Linked DNA regions of Mus musculus: region 1 is linked to region 2. The links are chromatin contacts, called in public Hi-C maps. All regions are on one chromosome and are shown on one strand. Each heading gives the region's core, a stretch centred on a gene start, on an enhancer-like site or on the middle of the called end of the contact. The rest is flanking DNA. Distances are from core to core; before and after follow the strand shown.

Evidence for each region. A called contact is a pair of places that touch in the nucleus more often than the background predicts.
Region 1: a contact with region 2 is called in a Hi-C map of bone marrow-derived macrophages, with 28 read pairs. The contact joins two enhancer-like sites. A contact is called at or near these places in 10 of 39 promoter capture datasets (the 3T3-L1 cell line, the C10 cell line, the HPC-7 cell line and 6 more), 2 of 484 Hi-C or Micro-C datasets (bone marrow-derived macrophages and nephron progenitors), 9 of 115 datasets of contacts at active chromatin or transcription factors (the 230-238 cell line, the SCID.adh cell line, embryonic basal ganglia and 6 more) and 4 of 9 other capture datasets (adipose tissue, liver, macrophages and 1 more).

Annotation. Positions count from the first base shown.
Region 1 is chr6:116,183,737-116,189,534 of GRCm38.p6, reverse strand. All of the region lies in intron 1 of Tmcc1 (transmembrane and coiled coil domains 1), which reads left to right. Among named protein-coding and RNA genes, the nearest start is that of Tmcc1, 6.7 kb to the left of the region's middle. Within about 2 kb of position 2,849, at least 16 of the 459 cell types and tissues checked have an H3K27ac peak or open chromatin away from gene starts, as enhancers often do. A contact at or near this core is called in bone marrow-derived macrophages, where this site is marked.
Region 2 is chr6:116,034,992-116,040,099 of GRCm38.p6, reverse strand. All of the region lies in intron 4 of Tmcc1 (transmembrane and coiled coil domains 1), which reads left to right. Among named protein-coding and RNA genes, the nearest start is that of Plxnd1, 43 kb to the right of the region's middle. Within about 2 kb of position 2,684, at least 37 of the 459 cell types and tissues checked have an H3K27ac peak or open chromatin away from gene starts, as enhancers often do. A contact at or near this core is called in bone marrow-derived macrophages, where this site is marked.

The DNA.
Region 1 (5,798 bases), core at 1,600-4,099, 150 kb before region 2:
GTGCATGATGATTATTTTTGCCACATGGCTCTTAAAGTATTTGAGCATTGCCATTGTGTTGCCATTCAACTTTTTACATTTTAGGGATGCTTTTTGTTTGTTTTTCTATCAAAGGGAGATGTTTTTACATTTTCTATTTTTTTCATTTCTGTTTGCCTTTTTCTAGTTACTTTACTATATGGATTGTTCTTATATATGTTTCTGTTTATCACTTCTTCACTTTGGTGCCCTGAAGTATATGTTATGATGCAAACTCAAGTTTGATCTTCTTCCTGAAGCCTTCGCTTAAAACTCCTACCACTTTATACTCCTACCACTTTATACTCCTACCACTTTATACTCCTACCACTTTATACTCCTACCACTTTATACTCCTACCACTTTATACTCCTACCACTTTATACTCCTACCACTTTATACTCCTACCACTTTATACTCCTACCACTTTATACTCCTACCACTTCTCAGACTTTTGGCTGTGATCAGGTGCAGACTTTATGTCTCTCCACTGTCACTTCTGTCCTTTAATGCTTTCTTATATTCTGTTTCATGCACTATCACTACTTCACATTGAGACCTTCATGAAAGCAAAGATCATATTTTAGGCATTTTTCTTTTCTTTTGTGGTTCTGGGGATCGCACCCAGAGCCTTGTGCATGCTAGGCAAGCACTCTACTACCAAGTAACATTTATAGCTTTTCTTTTGGTGTATGTGTATGTGTGTGTTTGTGACTGTGTATGTGTTTGTCTCCTTCTGTGTGTACATGTCTGTCTGTCTCTGTGTTTCTGTGTCTCAGATCCACTGAGTAAAATAGCAGGCATATATTCCATCACAAAGTGTTTTTTTTTTTTAATTCTTTAAAATTAAACTTATTTTAAGGGTACTATTGGATTTCCAGAAGTATTATGAAGCTAGAACTGAGAATTCTTGACTCTCTTGTACTGTTTTCTCTTTTATCAGCATCTTGTTTTTGTTTTTTGTTTTTTTGTTTTTTTTTTTTGGTTTTTTTTGAGACAGGGTTTCTCTGTGTAGCCCTGGCTGTCCTAGCACTCACTTTGTAGACCAGGCAGGCCTCGAACTCAGAAATCCGCCTGCCTCTGCCTCCTGAGTGCTGGGATTAAAGGCGTGCACCACCACGCCCGGCCTCAGCATCTTACATTAATGTGCTTTTGTTACATTTAATGAATCAATATTAATAGATTATTATTAAATTCTCTCTTTCCAGCCCTTTTCCTAATGCCCCTTTCCAATCCCTAGATCCCACCAAGGATACCTCATTACACTCAGTAGTTTTTCCATCTCCCCTCTTCTTTTGCTTGGGATAATTTCCCAGTCATTTCTTATACTTTTGAAATGACTGCTCAGATGTTTTTGTAGCATGCCTTTCAATTAGGGTTTGTCTGTTTCTGTCATAGTTAGACAGGTGTGTAATGTGGCTTTGGAAGGAAGATCACAGAGGTTAAACATAATTTTTTAGAAAAACTTGTGTATGTGTATGTGTTTGGGTTTGGGTATGTCCATTTGAGTGCATTTACCTGTGGAGGCCAGAAGTAGGCATCAGATTCTCTGAAGCGAGAGTTACAGGCAGTTGGATGTGAGTCTTCTACTAAGTGCTCTTAACCACGTAGTCATCTTTCCAAACACCTAGAATATTATTCTTACCAGCTGTCAAGACTGTAGCAATTCAGTGTTGATGTTAATCTGTATTACCTGCCTGGGAAAAAGTCAGTATGCCCAGGTCACTTAGGAGTGAAAAGTTCACTTATTTTTGTTTGTCAGACTGTTCAAGCTCCAGGAGCTCTTTTGCTCAGCTTCTTTACATGTCCCACTGTTGTATATATGTGTTTCATTTCTCATTTTCCTACAGTGTGAGATGTCCAAGACTCAGCCTGTAGGTTTTCTAGTCCAGTCCTATAAATCCTAGAAGCCATGGTGTGGTTGTTGGGTGTGCTTATTTGCTCCTGGAAAGTTGTCACTCCCAGACTCTCTCAGATGATGGAGAAAGGAGTTGATGCAGCATGCAAAGTCTTTGACACCATGTTGTCACTAAGTATTTCTATGTATAAAAATACTAGAGCCTGTGACTCTATTAAAGCAAACAGAAGGGCCCAATGTCCCTAACTCTTAACCACATTCTCCTCCTTGTTAACTGAATTTTTATTTTATTTTATTTTATTTTATTTTATTTATTAGTGTATGGGTGTTTCATCTGCATGTCACAGGTGTGCAGTGTCCATGGTGGCCAAAAGAGGGCATTGGATTCACCTGGGACATTATAGATGATTTTCAGCTATGATGTGGGTGCTGGAAATGGAACCTGAGTTTTATATTGATTTGGCAAGTATTGTGAAAAATAATAGAACCAAGAATTGGCTAGGAGGCTGTTGGCTGTCAGCAGTCCTTTCTCCCTAGGTTATAGGCTGGCTGGAATGACACATGAAATTCTAGTCTTGATTTTTCAAAGGGGCTTAGGAAAGTTTTTTGTGTAATTCCTGTTTATTCTCAAGTATCCAGTGTATGTGGCTCCTTTAGTCAGATAAGGAGAGTGGACAGGGGTGGCTAGATCCAACTTGGTATAAGCCTCTATGGAAGACTACTTTTTCTTCATTTATTTATTTAAAGGTACTGTTGAGTACTCTAATATCTGGTGGTTCTGTTCTAGGTTTTTAAGATCTAATGTGTAAAAATTTGTGTCTTATTAGAGTTTATGTTCTAGTGGATATGCAGTAGCAGATTGAGGCCAAAACTCGTTTGTAAACTTTGGCTAGTACTGTCATAATGCAGTGGGTTTCAGAAAGCCCAGGGAGGGTTGTTTTAAGTTCCTTTTACAGACATTGTGGGGAAAACAGGAAGCAATTGAGCAGCTTCCTGACAGACGTGATTGTGCAGGGAGATTAAGATCACCAAAGTTTATTCTCTCCTGTTTAAGATTCTTCTGTGCATTGGCAGTTGATGAGAGTGATCTTGTGGCATTTCAAATCAGCAGCAAGACATTATAGTCAAGACAGTATGCCAGATGATGGTATTTAGACAATAATATTTAAGAATCTCCTTGACAGGTCTTTGTAATGCATAATATAATTCCTAAAGTGGTTTTGTTTAATTTTTTAATACAATTATTTTATATATAGAGATGCCTATTCCCCACAGAAGTCACCTTGGGTCCCCTGAGAAAGCAAGTACTTTTAACTGCTGTGTCATTTCTTCAGCCCCCTGGTTTGAAAAGGGCAGCAGCTCCGCTGGAACTGGAGTAACAGAGTCTTATGAACCACCCTGTGAGTATTAGGAACCAGACCCAAGTCCTCTGCAAAAGCAGCCGATGCTCTTAACCACTGAGCCCTTTGTTTGACTTTTGTTTTGTTTTGAATTTTTTTTAAGACAAGATATCTCATGTCATCCTGGCTGGGCTCAAACTCCCCATATAGTAGAGGATGACTTTGAAATCCTGAACTCCTGCCTCTACTTCCCTAGTATGGGATTACAGGCCTGCCCCACCACACATGGCTTAGTGGTGCTAGGGAAGGAACCCAGAACTTTGTGCATGCAAGAAAGACATGTACTCTCTCATCTGCTCTACATCCCTAGTCCCCAAAATGGTTTTGAGATATAAATTTAAAATGATACTAATAAATTTATATGTGTATGTCTGTGTCTCTGTATGGGTATCCTCAAAGTCCAGAAGACAGTGTCTTATCCAGTCCTCTGGAGCTAGAGTTATGAACAGTTGTGAGCCACCTAATGTGAGTATTGGGGACTAAACTTGGGTCCCTGGGAAAGCAGCAAATGCTCCTAACTGTTGCCTTTCTCCAACCCCCTGGTGTGAATGTTTTCTTAAACTACACTTTCTTTAACTAAGTCTGGAGTAGAGCATGTGCATCTGTCTGGAGGGCAAAAGACAGCCTGCAGGAGTTGGTTCTTTCCTTTTACCATGTGAGTTCTGGGTATTAAACTCAGGTCATTAGGCTTATTGGCAAGTACCTCTACGTGCTAAGCCATCATGCTGCTTATTCTTTTTTTTTTTTTTTACTTCTAACTTTGATTTGAGTAGGTATACCAAAATTTTGAAACCATTCAGAAATGACACCTTCCTGTTTTGTTTTTGTTTTTGTTTTTGTTTTTTCAGGACAGGGTTTTTCTGTGTAATCCTGGCTGTCCTGGAACTCACTCTGTAGACGAGCCTGGCCTTGAACTCAGAAATCCCCCTGCCTCTGTTTCCCAAGTGATAGGATTAAAGGTGAGCACCACCACTGCCTGGCAACACCTTCCTTTAATCTCTGATTCACAACACAATTTTAAACCAGTATTTGTATCTTCCATATATTTTATATACATACACACATCTGTATTATATTTTACCTTTAAAAAAAAAAAACCCTCAGAAGCCCACTTACTCAAACACTTTGACCTTTTGAGGGTTGTTGGGTTTTTGTTGTTGTTTTTCTTTTATTTTGTTTTAATTAAGATAGATTACTACTGACAAATTGTCTTTTTAAACAGCTGTATACTGTATTATGCTGTTCTATTGAATTCCATCAGTAGGAGTGTACCACTTAGGACAAACTCAGTAGTAAACGGCCACAGCAAACTAAATTCAGTTATTGATTGAATCAGTGAAGAATTAGTGATCTCATAAGACAGATGCAAGAAGACAGGTAATTCAGAACTAGTGTAATGTATAAGATTTAGATATTGTATTTTGCCTTTTATTCTTGTCCCAGCTCCATGCTGGCTTTGCAGCAGCCTCATATCACCATATGTTTGTAAAATGTTTGTCTCATCTGTACTTATCATAGCTAATAGCATTTAATGCAGGCAATGGAGGGCAAAATAGTTTTCTGCTTAGAAAGTGATTTCAATATAATTGAAGAGAAAATAATTTCTAGAAGTCTCTCAAACAGTACTCTGTGAACTCCAGTGTTAAAAACTCAAATTCAGGGTTTCTTGAGTTTGGAATGGGCCTTAAGAATTTGTATTTCTATCACATTCCCATTAGATCCTAATGTTATGGACCAGCAACCATGCTTTGAGTTTGAGTTTAAGTCATTCACTACCCTGTATAATATTTCCTACTTTTCCTTGGAGATTGAATTATTGCTCCTGACCCTGACTGTATCTGGAAAATCAACAACCATGAACAAAATATAAGTTCTTACTAATAAGCTAACAAATGGCAATACTTCTGTTACTAGTAATAATGCTTCCATGAATATCCGTGTGCCAAAGAAAAGATAGATGTAGTTAATATTTTTAAAATTTTATTTAATTATATTTTGTGTGTGAGTGTTCTTGTTTGGTTGTATGTCTGTGTACCATTTGCATGCCCAGTGCCTGTGAAGGCCAGAAGAGGCATAGGATCCCCTGGGAATTACAGATGGTTGTGAGACATTATGTGAGTGCCAGAATCAAAACTGGATCCTCTGAAAGAACAAGTGCTCTTAACTACTGAGTCATTGTGTAGTTAAATCTTCTTCTTCCCTCCTTCCCTCCCTCTCTCCCTTCTTTCCTTCCTTCCTTCCTTCCTTCCTAAGTTTTTTTGAGAAAGGGTTTGTTACTTGATTTTACAGTGAAAAACATATGAGATGTAAATTTCTCATCTGCTACTGAGGGTAGGCTCAGATGTTTTGTAGTTCTGGCTGTCCTGGAATTTGCTGTGTAGACCAGGCTGGCCTCGAACTCAGAAATCTGCCTACCTCTGCCTCCCGAGTGCTGGGATTAAAGGCGTGTGCCACCACCGCCCTGCTCATTATTTTCTTAATTGAGGTCTCAGATCTTTTCTCCCACATGCAAATGCAAAGGG
Region 2 (5,108 bases), core at 1,435-3,934:
GTAGCCAGGTTTCAAGGAATAGAAAGTAAAGAAGCCTGAACCCTGTTGGATGTGTAGTCTCCCTCTGCTCTCCTCTCAGCCTCACAATGATTTTTCCTTATAACAAAATCCTGAAGGCTCCATTTGAAAAAGCCACAATATGAGACTCCATTTACATATTTATACACACAGACACACTCACACTGACAATTGCCTAAAAACAGCAGTAAAAAGATTGGCCTTCTTTGTATGTCTCCATTACAGCAAATATATTTGTTTAGCATTGTTCATCTTTTAACAGTTTCACAGAAATGACACTCTTCTCATGAATGAAAACCTGTTTTAGACACCAAAACTTTTCCAATTTTAAGCATTTTTGGAGACATTTTCTAGTAACACTTGACAAAATAACCCAGCTGAGTGATGATAGCTGAGAAGAGAAGCAGTGCAGCCAGGAGTGCTCTGGGCTGACAGGGCTTATGTGGTTATACATGTCTGCAGAAAATGCTGGCAGCCTTTTGTTTGTGTGTTTGTGTTCTAGCTTGTCTTCTTTACATAGTTTCTCTCCATTCCCTACCTGTTCCATGCTACACTATTAGGGAGCTGCCTGCAGCAGCCCCTAATTTGTTTTGTACCCCCTTTGGTCTTGTACATGCTAGATAAGTAGTCTACCATTAAGCTACACCCCAGCCCATATATTTATTTCTACTTTGTTGCAAGCTTGGATTGTCTAGGAAGAAAGTACAGGTGATGGGTGAACTATATGACCAAGAATTAATTAACTTGGACATGGCTGCTGCATTGTCTTTTGTGTTTCTGTGCTTTATCCTACCAGCACCTAAGCAGGTCAGCAACCAGTGTTTTAGCTTGGATGGTAATGGGGAGGAGGAGGAGGAAGAAGAAGGAGGTGGTGGCAGTGGTGGTAGAGGTAGAGTTGATAAAACTATCACTTTTAGAATTTGCTGAACTGCTGTGATGCACATTCACTAACCCTCCCAGCAACTTGCAGGTAGGCTGTGTTATCCCATTTTACAGTCAACAAAATTGAGATCCAATGTGGGGAGGTTTTTTGTTTGGTGAGTTGGCTGTCTGGCTTTTCAATACAGAGTTTCTTTGTATAGCTCTAGCTGTCCTTAAACTCACTCTGTGTGTACTGGGCTGGCTCGAACTCATAGATCTACTTGCCTCTGCCTCTCAAGTTGCTGGGAATAAATAAAGGCATGTACCACCTCACTAGACCAGTGTGGTTGGTTGGTTTGTTTGTTTGTTTGTTTGTTTTTTAATTTGCTGAAGGTCAACAGCAAAGCCAAGACTTTATCTCACCTAAAATCCAGTGTTCTATAACAGCACACGTTGTTTTTCAATCTCAACCCTGCTATCTGTGATTGAATGACCGTTGTAATTTTGAGACGCACTGATGACTGCTCTGGATGCTAGCAGGCTTTCCCAGGTTAGAGTGTGTGTGTGTTTATTTAAAGGTGAGTCGCTATTTTGAGTATATTATAGAATTCTGTGAAAGCTAATACAACCAAAACTAATATAACAGTGTAGGTAGTGAAATCTCCTTGAGACCCTGGAGCCCTCTTCCCCTTCAGAGCCATTCTCATCAGTGCCACCACTTGCTTCCACGCTTCCACTGTGTTCTGCCCCTGTGAACTGGAGATAGTTTGCTTAACTCTGCCAGTAATCAGATATTCCGGTGCCTCTGTCTCACCCACACACTTGTGCCTGACAGGCTGGGCAGCCATGATAGCAAAGCCTACATCTGGGCTCTGCTTCACCCTTTGAAAGGAATTAGTTGTGAGTCTTTATAAGCTTTGCACCAGACCTCTTTTTTTTTTACATATTTTTCATGTGCATTGGTATTTTGCTTGCATATCTGGGTTTTTTTTTTGGGGGGGGTCAGCTCTTCTGGAACTGGACTTACAGACAATTGTGATGTGCCATATGGGTGCTGGGAATTGAACTCTGGTCCTTTGGAAGAGTAGTCAACGTTCTTAACCACTGAGCCATCTCTCCAACCCCTATATAGGACTTTAAATTATGAGTGAGATCCGTGAGGAGAAAGGAATGAGGTTTAATAAAGTTTTAAGTGATGAGAGCCCTGTGGACTTCATATTTCCTTACCCAGTTCCCTTTGTCATCTCTCTAAAGTTTTAGTATAGGTTTGCTAGTGGCTCCTGGATTCAAAGCGCTACTCAGAGAAGGGGCTTCTGTATGTGGTTGAACCTGATGACACATGCATGCACTGAGGCCAGAAAAGACAAATGGTTTCACCATGTCACCCAGGAAATCGCTTCACATGCACGTAGTTACCAGTAGCAACTGAGAGGTCTAGGCTTGTTCCCCGAGTCAGTATATTGGTTAGCAGACTGGTGAAGGTTAGGCTCAGCTATAGCAAATGCACTGACAGTATGAAGGATAGAAAGCTCTCCTGTAGAACTCCTGGCTGTGTTTGCTGCTGGTATGAGCAGTTGTATAGAGTGGGCAGAGGTGTTGATGAGCAGTAGTGCAATTTAAAAAGCTTCTATTTTGAGGGGATTACTATGCTTTGGAACCAGCTTCTGAGACTATTGGTATTAAGGCCAAGGATATTCTATACCACACTGAGTCACAAGGGCAAAGGGAGAGGGAGAAGCAGCATCACATGCAGTAGAGCATTGAGTAACGTGGCTGACCCAGTCAGGCCAGGCTCTCCTACACTATGTTATGTAACTTTTATTCGCCTGATGTCATTGTCATCTCTGAGGTTTACTGCCTCCTCAATCAGCTAACCTGGACCTAGTCCTGAAATCTTTTAGCCTCTGTACAATGTAATCTAGGCTTTGAATGTTTTCAGCCTCTGAGACTTGCTACTGAATAAGCTCACCCTTTCAAGCTCTTTCTGTCAGGTTCAGCTCAGCTAGCTGTTCTGGCTCCAGCTCCTCTCCAAACTGATGAATTCAATCTAACTTCTCTCTCAGGCACTGACTAAATTGCTCTGCTTGGCCTCATACTAACTGACAATCTGTTCTAATCTTCTGGCCCCTCCTCATTCTCTGGCTCATTCTCTTTTCACCAGTGTCTAGCTTGTTCACTTTTCAACCTGTCTGTAAAACGTTCCCTTCTCTTTCTCTTCTGCACTGTTTCCTCTTACATTGTCTCTCTTACCTCTCACTTCTCGTGAGAGTTGGGCATACCCTATTCTATCAAATCTTTCACCGATTTGTCACTTTGTCTGCCACTCAATTAGATATCACTTAAAAAACATGAGTGTTTCCTTCTACAAACTAACTTTACCTTCATTATGTGGGATTAAAGGTGTATACTAAAGGCATGTCTGTATTCCAGCCAGAGGGATAAAGGTGGATGCTAAGACTGAGTCACAACACAACTGGAAACAGGTTTTTCGAGTAAATAACACAATCTCAGGGTTCACAGTGTGATCAGTATTTCAACATAACAATGTAAGTGGTGGTTTAAGCATGGTTTTACTGTCATTGGATATGTTCACATGTAGTTGTTTTAACCCCCTTTCAACTGTTAATCAACTGAAAATTGATCAGCATCTCTAGAGTTGTGGGCTGTACTTAAACAATAACTTTGAAATAGAAGCCAAGATTATTGGAATCGGGTTAGCCTTTTGCTTTAAAAGTGTGTATGTAGAGGAGGGTCCTAGTTCAGAGATATTCTTATAAAAGGTAAGACCTGCTGTGTACAAAGAGATTCCCAGGTGTGTTCTTCCTAGCTTAGTCATTAAAGAGTTATAGAGGAGGAGTATGGAAAGAAAAAAGAAATTAATAATACCTATTAATTAAATCATCAGATCTGGACAAGCTTGCCAGTTCTGATACTTCTAAATTACATGGCCTTGAGTAGATCATACAATTCATTTGAGCGTCAGTTTCTCTGCCTATGCAAGGTGATATTTATTTAAAAGTGTCATAACCATTATTAAATGGAATGGAAAGGGGAAGGGGGGACCATGTACATGGAAACATCTTAGTAGGGTGCTTGATTTAAGTAGAACTCAGTGTTGAGGGTGTAGATGAATGGTAGAATACATGCTTAGCATATTTGAGACCCCAAAACCAGTTACCATCAATACCACACGCATCACCACGCTAGGTGTTCAATAAACAACTGTGTTTTTTTCCAAGTGTGTCCGAATTGCTACACAGTTGGCATTGCCTGATATCCAAATTGCCAGAATCCCTATGTAGATTTCATTTCCAATGCTCTTTGGGCACCTCTTATCTTTGTATTAAGAAAAATTAACTGTTTAAATTCTTAAGGGACTAATATTGTGCTCTGCTCTCCTTTTTGAGACAAGGTCTCACTAGGTAGACTAGCCTGGCTGAAATTTTCAGTTGTCCTTCTTCAGTTGTGCAAGTGCTAGGGTTAGTAGTTCACTGTTGCCTAGCCTCCTCATGTACTTGAGCACAGTGAAGTCATAAGACATATACCAAATTATCCATTTCCCCAGCAGAGGCTGCAATTGTTCACATTCCCGCATTTCATATTCCATACTCAGCTGTGACTCCCAATTCTGGTCAAACCTTGTCAGAGTCTACCTGTGTGTCCCAAATGCATTTGGGAAATGGTACAGGAGTTTGCTCCCAAGATTGCCTGCCTATTTGTGTCAGTTCGTGTGTCTCAGAACTTGCTCCACAAACCTTACCAGACATCTGTTCTACTGACCTCTTGTCTAACCAAAAAAGCCCCACGGGCTCACCAGGTGACTCCAGATTTTTGAGCCACACCCAAAAAAGCTTTAGATTGAAGTTCCCAGCCTAGGCATTTACCTAGTTTCTTTTTCATTAGAAATTTAACCCAGAAGAACCCCTGGTTTATCTTTGATCAAGGAAGATGCTGTGTTGCCCATTCCAAAGACCAAAAACATTTACTTCCAACATCAGTAGTTATTTATGAATTATTTACCTCCACAGAATCTGGACATAGCCAATGCAGTTTTTATTACCAGCAAGGGATGATTTCAGCCTGCTTTAAAAACCAAGCTGCACTCAAGAGGCAGAGGCAGAGTAATGGCAGAGAGTGAGTTCCAGGATAGCCAGGGCTACACAGAGAAACCCTGTCTCGAAAATCCAAAAAAAAAAAAAAAAATCTGAGTCAGCTCGACAGTGGTTCAA